3 separate regions of the Sus scrofa genome follow, and regions 1 and 2 are each linked to region 3. Evidence: chromatin contacts called from public Hi-C data. All regions are on one chromosome and are shown on one strand. Each heading gives the region's core, a stretch centred on a gene start, on an enhancer-like site or on the middle of the called end of the contact. The rest is flanking DNA. Distances are from core to core; before and after follow the strand shown.

Evidence for each region. Hi-C and Micro-C count contacts between places; a contact is called where the count stands out from the background.
Region 1: a contact with region 3 is called in a Hi-C map of omental adipose tissue, with 2.0 times the contacts expected there. The contact joins two enhancer-like sites. A contact is called at or near these places in 2 of 5 promoter capture datasets (fetal skeletal muscle and liver), 23 of 47 Hi-C or Micro-C datasets (adipose tissue, blood, brain and 14 more) and 1 of 2 datasets of contacts at active chromatin or transcription factors (skeletal muscle).
Region 2: a Hi-C map of heart right ventricle shows a contact between it and region 3, with 5 times the contacts expected there. The contact joins two enhancer-like sites. A contact is called at or near these places in 6 of 47 Hi-C or Micro-C datasets (embryonic fibroblasts, epiblast stem cells, fetal skeletal muscle and 3 more).

The regions. Positions count from the first base shown.
Region 1 is chr1:166,796,378-166,799,425 of Sscrofa11.1, reverse strand. No RefSeq gene overlaps it. Among named protein-coding and RNA genes, the nearest start is that of SPESP1, 20 kb to the left of the region's middle. Within about 2 kb of position 1,350, at least 8 of the 83 cell types and tissues checked have an H3K27ac peak or open chromatin away from gene starts, as enhancers often do. A contact at or near this core is called in omental adipose tissue, where this site is marked.
Region 2 is chr1:166,146,447-166,149,523 of Sscrofa11.1, reverse strand. No RefSeq gene overlaps it. Among named protein-coding and RNA genes, the nearest start is that of FEM1B, 14 kb to the left of the region's middle. Within about 2 kb of position 1,358, at least 42 of the 83 cell types and tissues checked have an H3K27ac peak or open chromatin away from gene starts, as enhancers often do.
Region 3 is chr1:166,442,811-166,445,704 of Sscrofa11.1, reverse strand. No RefSeq gene overlaps it. Among named protein-coding and RNA genes, the nearest start is that of CORO2B, 22 kb to the left of the region's middle. Within about 2 kb of position 1,399, at least 17 of the 83 cell types and tissues checked have an H3K27ac peak or open chromatin away from gene starts, as enhancers often do. A contact at or near this core is called in omental adipose tissue, where this site is marked.

The sequences.
Region 1 (3,048 bases), core at 101-2,600, 350 kb before region 3:
GCCAAAGATCACACAGTTAGAAACTAAATGCACAGAAACTTCTGACTCTGATGTCAGTACTTTCCACAACCTTGCAATCATCTTTCACCATCTGTTCCTGTATACTTTTAAAGTATAATTCAAGGTCTAAAAAAATTGAGGTCTAGAAGTTCAGCTGCAAAAGAAGCTATTGTTTAAAAGGAAAAATGTCTTTCGTGTGCAAAATTTTATTTTGCACAAAAGTAGCCATGATTCTCCCAAATGTTTTCTTTTTTTCCAAATGTAAATTAATGCCTGTGAGACCTTCTAGACAGCATCCCTATAAACTGGAGGCCCCTCTGGAATGGTCTTCAGTGAGCACATAGAAGAGCTTGTTAGAAGCTAGAGCAGAATCAGGACAATTCGGGGTTTAGTACCCCATCCCTATAGGCTCAAGGGTAAGATGAGACCCACACAGGGCTCTAAGAGTTAACTGCAGTGTTTGGGAGAGACCCATAGCAGACACTTGAAGATGTATTGTATTGCGTGTCTGCGTGGTCAATTCCATCCCATCGTAAATAGACCCTCAGCATTGTCACAGAGTGTTCCATTATGCTGTTAATGACAGTATCAGGTGGAGATATTTTATATACCAATGAAGGCATAGGTTGTTTCAAACCTTTCCATTTTCTTCCCAGTCTAACTCAACCCTTAAGTGATGAGTCATACCAATACTATGAAGTACATGTTACCACTCTCTGCTTCCAAGGACAGGCATTTATGGGTTTTTCCTCCCACATGGGGAGGGAACATAAAAATACAATGTCAACACAAACACTTGATATTTATTATGAAAGCATGGTGAACCAAGGTGCATGTTTAACTTTAGCTTTAATTTAATTTAGACATTCCAGTCTAGCTAGCATGGGCCCTCCACAAACAGTTCCGAACATTTTCTGCTCTTAACCTTTGAAGAGGCTGTATAACTGAGCCTGAACAATTTGGCTTGTTTGTTTACTAATTTGTAAAAGAATGAACTCAAAATGTCAGATGTGTGAAAAGTGAAATATTTTAATAACGTATTAATAATTGAATGGATAACACAACTCTGCCATCTTCACTGGATTATTTTTCAACTCAATCCTAGCACCTGTGCTCAATTCTGACATGCAGGAAAGGCTGTGGAAAGCTCAGAGAAACTTGGCGTATGTTCTTGCTTTGGCATCATTTAGTATATTTAAACCCAGTGGTGTACCCTGAGGCAGACAATGTTTTCGCCACGGGGTTTTAAATATATTAAAAGACATATTCCAGCAGCATACCAGAATGCAGCCCTGCTGGGCTGTCCCTGGATTTCGCAGCGTCTCTGGAATGTCTGGGCAGCCTATTCTGGCGCTGTCCTTGGGCAGGCAGCCCTCCTTTCCCCTCCTCCCATGACAGAATTCACATTCTCTTTACTTCATATGGTCCATTAGTTCAGTAGACACATTGGCTGTTATTTATTTTCTCTGTTTGTGAGTTGACTTTTTTTTTTTTAATTTTTGAACTTCCCTTTAGGAGTGTATTTTAAAACCAGAATCAGTCAGGATTTCTCCTTTAGCAATTTAAGAAACTGACTCTCCTATTTTTAGAATAGTGCATGCAAACAGAAATCAAAATGTATTGCTACCAGGGAAAATTAAATGATATTAACTTACAAAATGTGAAATGGGCAAAATATTCATGAATAGAAAGTAGAAGTGAGCCAATCCCTTGTTTGTTTTTCCAAAATATAAGGGAGGAAAAAGCTAGCCTCCATTTTTACCTCAAAGAAATAACAAAATAGAGCAAAACAGATCCAGACTGAAGCAATTCAAGTCCTGGCAAAACTGTTCTCTCTAGATCAGCAATAAGGTAGGAACATGAGGTCTTGATGACATTATAACTTCACTTACTAATAATTACATGAAAATAGGAATTATTCAATATAGTATTCAAGTCACAGGTTTTTTTATTTGGGGGAAAAATACACTAGATCCTCTTTTCATACCTTATGCCAAAAAATGTGTAGTTAGATCAAGGAGTTAAATACCTAAGCATCAAGCCATCAATGAAAAAATAGAGTTGCATATATCGGGTTCTATTCATCAAGCAGAATATCCCTTCTAAATGAGGAATAACTTTAATAATTTAATAATTTTAAGAGCAATGATGGAAAGTAGCAGCATGTTTAACAACATTAAAATGTTTAAACTTTCTATGAGACTATAAACAAAAGCAAAAGACCAAGTAGAAGCTGGAAAAAGATTGCAACAAATATGGTAAGTGGTAAATATCCTAACCAAATAAAGGCCTCATATCAAACAGATCAATAGGCAAAAAATATAAACACATAACTCTAAAAAGAAGGAATAGCTAATTGACAGGCAAAAATACATTTTGCCTCAACTGTCTGCAATTTAATATAATAACCAATGCTATTTTGCCTAATTCAAGTAGTGTACATTATTTTAAATTAATGATTATAAGCAATTCTGGTCAAGACACAGCAAGATATTCATGATGGTGAGTGTGTAAAATTTTAATTTTCTAGAACTAGTTCCATCATACATAATCTGAAAAGTGGTGGTATTCTTTATTTAACATGATTGTATCCTTGTGATGTTGTTTAATGTAGATCCACTGGTTAATCAGATCCAGGTTCAGATTTTTTCCTGTTTAGTCAAGGGCACTGCCTATGTGCTGCTGTGCACTGCATTGTGTATCACTTCAAGAGGCACCGCATCTTTGGCTGTCTCATTCTTAGGAATGCCAAGTACCAGGGAGTAAACCACTTCTTTACACGGGGGATGTAACTCTGTTTCTTTTTGATAAATATAAAATAATCAAAATCATATTAAAAGTATCTTAGAAAGAAACCACAAAGTAAGTTCTATTGGTAAAATATGGGAGTGTTTTTCCTAATGTATGTTGTTAAAAAAACACTATTTTTAATGTTGAGCATGGGGTTGGTCATACATGCTTTTTGAATACTTCAACTTGCAAAGTGGTTGATTAAAATTTGGTACAATGAGAATGCCACCCAGAGAAGTCTTCTTTCAACATTCTACA
Region 2 (3,077 bases), core at 109-2,608, 300 kb after region 3:
AATGAAAATACTTTTATAAAGAGAAACTTCCTCTCATTGACTATTTAGCTATCTGACATATGGCTTAAGCCATGTAGAAAAGCCAGGTCGTACTTGATTCTTTCTGTTTTCCTTTGTTTCAAAATAATGAATTGTTTTCCCAGCATCTTCCAAAAGTTAACACTGAAGATTTGGCAGGTGCTTACTGTATTATTACAAACCTATGGATTTAAACAGACTTCACATTTTTCTGCTCATTCTTATTGATGTAAATACCACTTTTAATCTATCATATTGTCAAAGATCAAAAGTCTGAAAACATACAGTGTTTGTGAGGCTGTGTAAAATGGTTCAACATCTATGGACAGCAATTTGGCAATATTTACACGTTTCCTTTGACCCGACAATTTTACTTTCAGGAATTTACCCTACAGATACATTTACAGGTATGCAAAGTGCTATGTGTACAAAGGTATCCATTGCAGTCTTATTTTAGCAAAAAAATGGAAAGATATTTATACATAGTTTAATAGCAGTATTATTCACAGTAGCCAAAAAGTGGAAGCAATCCATATGCCCATTGAAGGATGAATGGATAAATAAAATATGCATACAGTGGAATATTATTCGATCTTAACAAGGAAGGACATTCTGACACACACTACAACATAGATGAAACTTGAAGACATTATGCTAAGTGAAATAGCCAGTTGTAAAAAGACAAAGGCTCCATGATTTCAGTCAAAGTCATAGAAACAGAGAGTAGAATGGTGGTTGCCAGGGTAAGAAATGGAGAGTTGATGTTTGACAGGTAGAGCTTTAGTTTTGCAAGATGGAAAAGTTCTGGAGATTGGCTGCATAGCAATGTAAATACCTGACACTCCTGAGCTATACAATTAAAATGGTTAATTAAGATGGTAAATTTTACCTTGTCTATTTTGCCACAATTTAACTTCAATTTTTTAATCATTTAAAAATGTAAAGTGAATTACAATTTTAAGTTGTAATTATTAGTGTGAATTTTACCATTCATCTTTCTATTGTGCAAGGGCAGTTCTAAATGCAAATATCACAGTATTTCAATCGTCATAGTGACTCCCGTGGAATCAATTACAGAAATTACACAATTTGTGAGTTACGTTTTGTCCCCAGGGGGTGCCTTGAGCTGTCCAGAAGAAACAAACAGAAGACTGGAAGGAGGAAACGGTCCTCGCAATTCTCCCTCAAGGTTGGAGCCAGACTAGGGCGCGCTCCCGATGCTCTCAGGCGCTTTAGCCAAGCGTCTTTCCGCTGCGCGTTGGCGCGCATCCCTTCCCGAGGCTGCGAGTGAGCTCAGCCCTTCGGGCTGCAGGGTCCGGTCCCCGTCTGCAGCTGACCACAGCGCCGCGCCCTGGTGGGAGGAGTCTAGCGACGTCAGGCCAGGTGTCTCTCCTTCCCCAGATCCCACCCCCCCAAACCAGGGCAGACAGGCGACTCCCAAGGGTTCTGCGACCTCGGCGTTGGTGGCGCTCTCGCCCCTGGGTCAAGGTGGGCGAGAGACCCTGCACAGTCAGCCCGGAGACGGGATAGCCACCATCACACCCCTGACCTTTCCCACAACCGCGCCCAAAACCGTGACGCAGACCAAAGGTGGCAGCAGTCGCGGGGCAGGAGCAGGGACACCGGGAGTTGACTGAAGGCGTGAAGACGCATGAACCAAGGCTTTCAGCCCCCCCAGCGCATATTCCATTGTTCTGGGAGCTTTCCTTCTAAAACGCAAATTCAAAAATAGCAATTAAGGATTTCAGGGCAGTTACAGCAGAGAATTAAATCAAAGGCGAAGCACTTGTGAAGATGGGGGCTCCCTGTGTTGACTGCATCAGCCACACACCAATGAAGCCGACTTTGGTAGGTGAGGATCACAAGTGTTGATAACCTCTAGAGCTGCACTGTCCAATAGAAATAAAATGTGAGACACACATGCGATCCACGTATGTAATTTTAAATGTGCTAGTAGCCAATTAAAAAGGTAGGAAGAACCAGCTGAGATTAATTTTAATATATTTTATTTACCCTAACACATCCAAAATGTTATCATCTCAACATGCAATCAATATTAAAATTACCGAGACATTTTACTTTTTCTCTTCATACTAAGTCCTCAAAATCTGGTGTATAGTTTAGGAAATATCTAGTTCCAAGTACTCAGTTGCTGCATGTGGCTAATGGCTGATGGAGTGGACAGGGCAGGTCTAGAGCATGAAAATGGAAGTGGGTGGCTGGAGAAAGGTTTGTGCTATTGCCACTTGGTGACATAACATATGCTGCTGAAACAGAAATACCTACCAATGTTTGTCAGTCCCTTCCTGTGACTGGTGAAATTTGGCACCAGAATTCCTGTGAGTGATTGTAATGATGATTGTGACTATGGTATTGCTATTTTATCATTGCTACCAAATTTAAAATATTCCTGTATGTAACAGTGCCAGCCAGAATTCATTATACAGTGGTTATAATGCTAATGGTACAAAACAGTCCCTAATCATCTGGCATTGTCACTGCAGTGGCTTGGGTCGCTGCTGTGGCACAGATTCGATCCCTGGCCCAGGAACTTCCACATGCCTTGGGCATAGCCAAAAAAACACTAACAAACAGCAAAAACAGCCAGTAGTCAATACACATTAGAAGGAGAATTTAGATGTGTCCATTGCCAAGAAAGAAGCCAAATAACCAACCGCATGTTCCATGTTGTTATTTTAGGAATGAACACCTTGGAAAATAATTGAAAAGTTCTGAGAAATAAAAATCAGCATTTAAGCAGATATACTTTTAAGTTTGCAAAGATGGTTACATAGGCAAAAAGAAAGGGAAAAAAAAAAACCAAACCTGGCCACAGGGCTGCAAGATCCACGTCAGAGTAAGGTGCCCCTGAACTGCCCTGGTTATGCATGTAAACACTCAGAACAAAAAGCCCTGTTTTACATATGCTCCTGTAGGGGAAACTGAACGCTACTAGAACACAGCCATTAGGTACAGTTCCATTTTCCTTTCCCAGTCAAGAGTTACTTTACTGAAGGACTTGCCTGCCATGTAGTGGTGAAAGGAAGAAACTACAGGCC
Region 3 (2,894 bases), core at 150-2,649:
CAGTGTTGGCTTTTGCCCAGGCCCTTGCTCTGAGTGGGGCTGGGGGTGAGGGCAGTGGAGGGAGTAGGGGAGAGGAAGGGATGGGATGACCATCTGGACCTGGGAGAGTGGAGCTGCAGGCACTGCCCAAGTCCTCCAAAATGGCAGATGGGCATCATGGTGCCTGAGAAGAAGTGGAGGAGGGGCAGACCAGTGCCACATGTGCAGGAAAACCCCCAGTGCCTCCAATACAGCCCCCTCCCCCCCACTGCTTATCTCCTTGAGCACCCTCAGATCTGAGTCTGGAAAAGTCCCTTTCAAAGTTCCCTTTCCTGGACCCACACCAGTACTGAGATGTAGAATTGTGCTGGGAGTTTGAGGGAGGCACAGACCCCTTAAAACCACCAGGGCTCTTGGCCCTTTGTGTGCCAATCCCTTGGGGGAAGTGTGGCCTCTCCCACCTTCCTGTTTGGATCCTATCCCTGGGGGCTGGTGGGAGGATTACCCTGACTGTGCCACAGGAAATCCAAAAGAGTGGGTGCTAATTTGTGCAAACTCCAGAGTGAGGAGGGCTGGGCTATGGCTTCTCTGGGTGCCTAGGGTTGTCCTGACTCTTTTCTCATATGGGATCCATTAGTAAGAAGGCCAACTTATACCTGGCATCCTGCCCTCGAGGTTCTGAAAGCTAACCTGGAAGGAAGGGGTTTAGGGAGGGTGGCGAGAGAGAGGACCCACCAGCAAGGAACAAAGAGGAGGAACATGGGTGGGTCTAGAGGACCAGGCTTGGAGAGAGAGGAGGCTGTGTGCTGCTCCATCCCTCTTTGAGAAAGAACTTGCAGATCTACAGCAGTGAGGGGAGTTAGCTGACAGCCTCTACCACCTTCTGTCCACAGAATTTGAGGCCCTATCTTCCCAAGCAGCCCACAGTCAATGACTGAGCACCGCAAGTTTCAAGGGCCTGAGGATTTCCGCCCAGGGCAGTACTTGTAGGATGGTAGTCTGGGCTCCAGAGCTCCCTGTTGGTGGGGGCCGGCAGGTATGTCTGAGTCTCTCCCTGCCAATCCTACTTCCCCCCTCCCCACCTTTCAGAAGTTTAAGCCTCAACTAGCCTCTTGCACTCCTAACTCCGTCTCAATGTCTGCTTACCCAAACTGACGGAGCTGCCAAGAGCCACAATCATGTGTGTGCACGCGTGTTGTGTGCGTGCACACCAAGCTTAAGATGGGGCGCGGGGGGGGGGGACAGAGGGCGGGGCGGGGGCGGGGAACAGGGGGGCGGGAGCGGGGGCGGGGGAACAGGGGGGCGGGAACGGGGGCGGGGGAACAGGGCGGTGTGAGCGGGGAAACAGTTCCTGTGGAACCCTCCAGTTCTTAAGAACTGTGTGTGCCACCTTGCCCTCTGGTGGACATTTATGGAACTACACCTCCAGACAGGCTGTGGGAAGCAAGGCAGGGTTCTCACTGTGGCCTCAGGCTCAGACTGTTCCCTGTCAGAGCTCCAGGGATCACTGTACCAAAGCGGAAACTCAAGCCCAGAGAGGGAAAGGATCAAACACAGAGAAGGCATTGTGGAACATCTTGCCTACTTCCTCGGCTCTCCATCTTGTCCCTTCAGCTCTTCTTGTGGATGCTGGCCTCAGTACCATCGGCTTTGCCCTCTTCTCCTCCTTCCTTGGTGGGCACCCTAGCTTACATTGGCCTTCCTCTCTGCTACCAGGACTGCTGTGACTGCCTCCCCACAGGTGCCTTTTGTCCACCCGCCTCTGCAGCCAGGGTGACCTTCCTGGAGCTCAAGTCAGACCTCATTCCTTTCCAGCCTAAAGCCCACTGCGGCACTTTGCCCACAGGCCCTGTGCAGTGGGTCCTGCCTCCCTCACTCCCCACCCTTGCCTAGTTGTCACTGAGCACTTGAGGGCTGCAGAAGCCCCATGTCCCTCACCTGTTTCTTCCACAGTCATTGAGTTCCTTGCACCTGATGGCCCATTTCAGAGCCTGGCTCACACCCGGCTCCCCTCGGCTCCCTGAGCCTATGTACTGATCTTTATCCCAAGTGGCAGATGCGACCATTTCTTATTGCTGCTGTAACAAGTTACCACAAACATGGTGGCTTAACAACAGCACAAGTTTTTTCTCAGACAGCTCCAGAGACAAGAAGTCCAAAGTCACCCTTCCTGGGCTAAGGTCAAGGCCTCTGCAGGGCTGATTCCGTCTGGGGGCTCATATGCATCCCACTTATTCAGGCCACCATTCAGTACAGGAGGTTCAATCCAGGCTCTCAGGAAGGGAGACAGGTCTTTATCTCCCTAAGCTTAACTGACCTTTATCGAGGCATTCCAGGTATATTGTTTTCCACATCAAACAAGTCTCCAATTCCCAGAGGACACTGACGGAGGAGTTCGCAAACTTGACTCGACTCTGACATGATCTACCTGGAGGTGTTATTAGATCCCAGAGGTGAAGGGCTCAGTCTCGAGACTGCCTCCCACCCCCTTCAATCACACGTCCCAGGTTGTCACCTGTGCTTCTGACCAACTGGCTATAGATCAGAGACTCCCACCACCCCTCCTCAGGTTTGATCAATTTGCTAGAACAGCTCACAGAACTCAGAAACATTTACTTATGTTTACCAGTTTATTATAAAAGGATGTCATTTAGGAACAGCCAGATGGAAGAGATGCACAGGGCAAGGTATGTGGGAAGGGCCCCGAGCTCCCATGTCCTTGGAGCTCAGCTCTCTCCAGTTTCCATATGTTCACCAACCCGGAAGCCCACCCCCTCTGGTTGTTCAAGAGTTTTTATAGAGCTTAATTTGGAGCCCTTCTCCCCCTTCCCAGACGTCAGTGTGTGGGCTTTGTGGCCCTTCGAGATGGGAAGGCCAAACCCCCAAATATTTAGACTTGTGTCCAAAAAGGACTA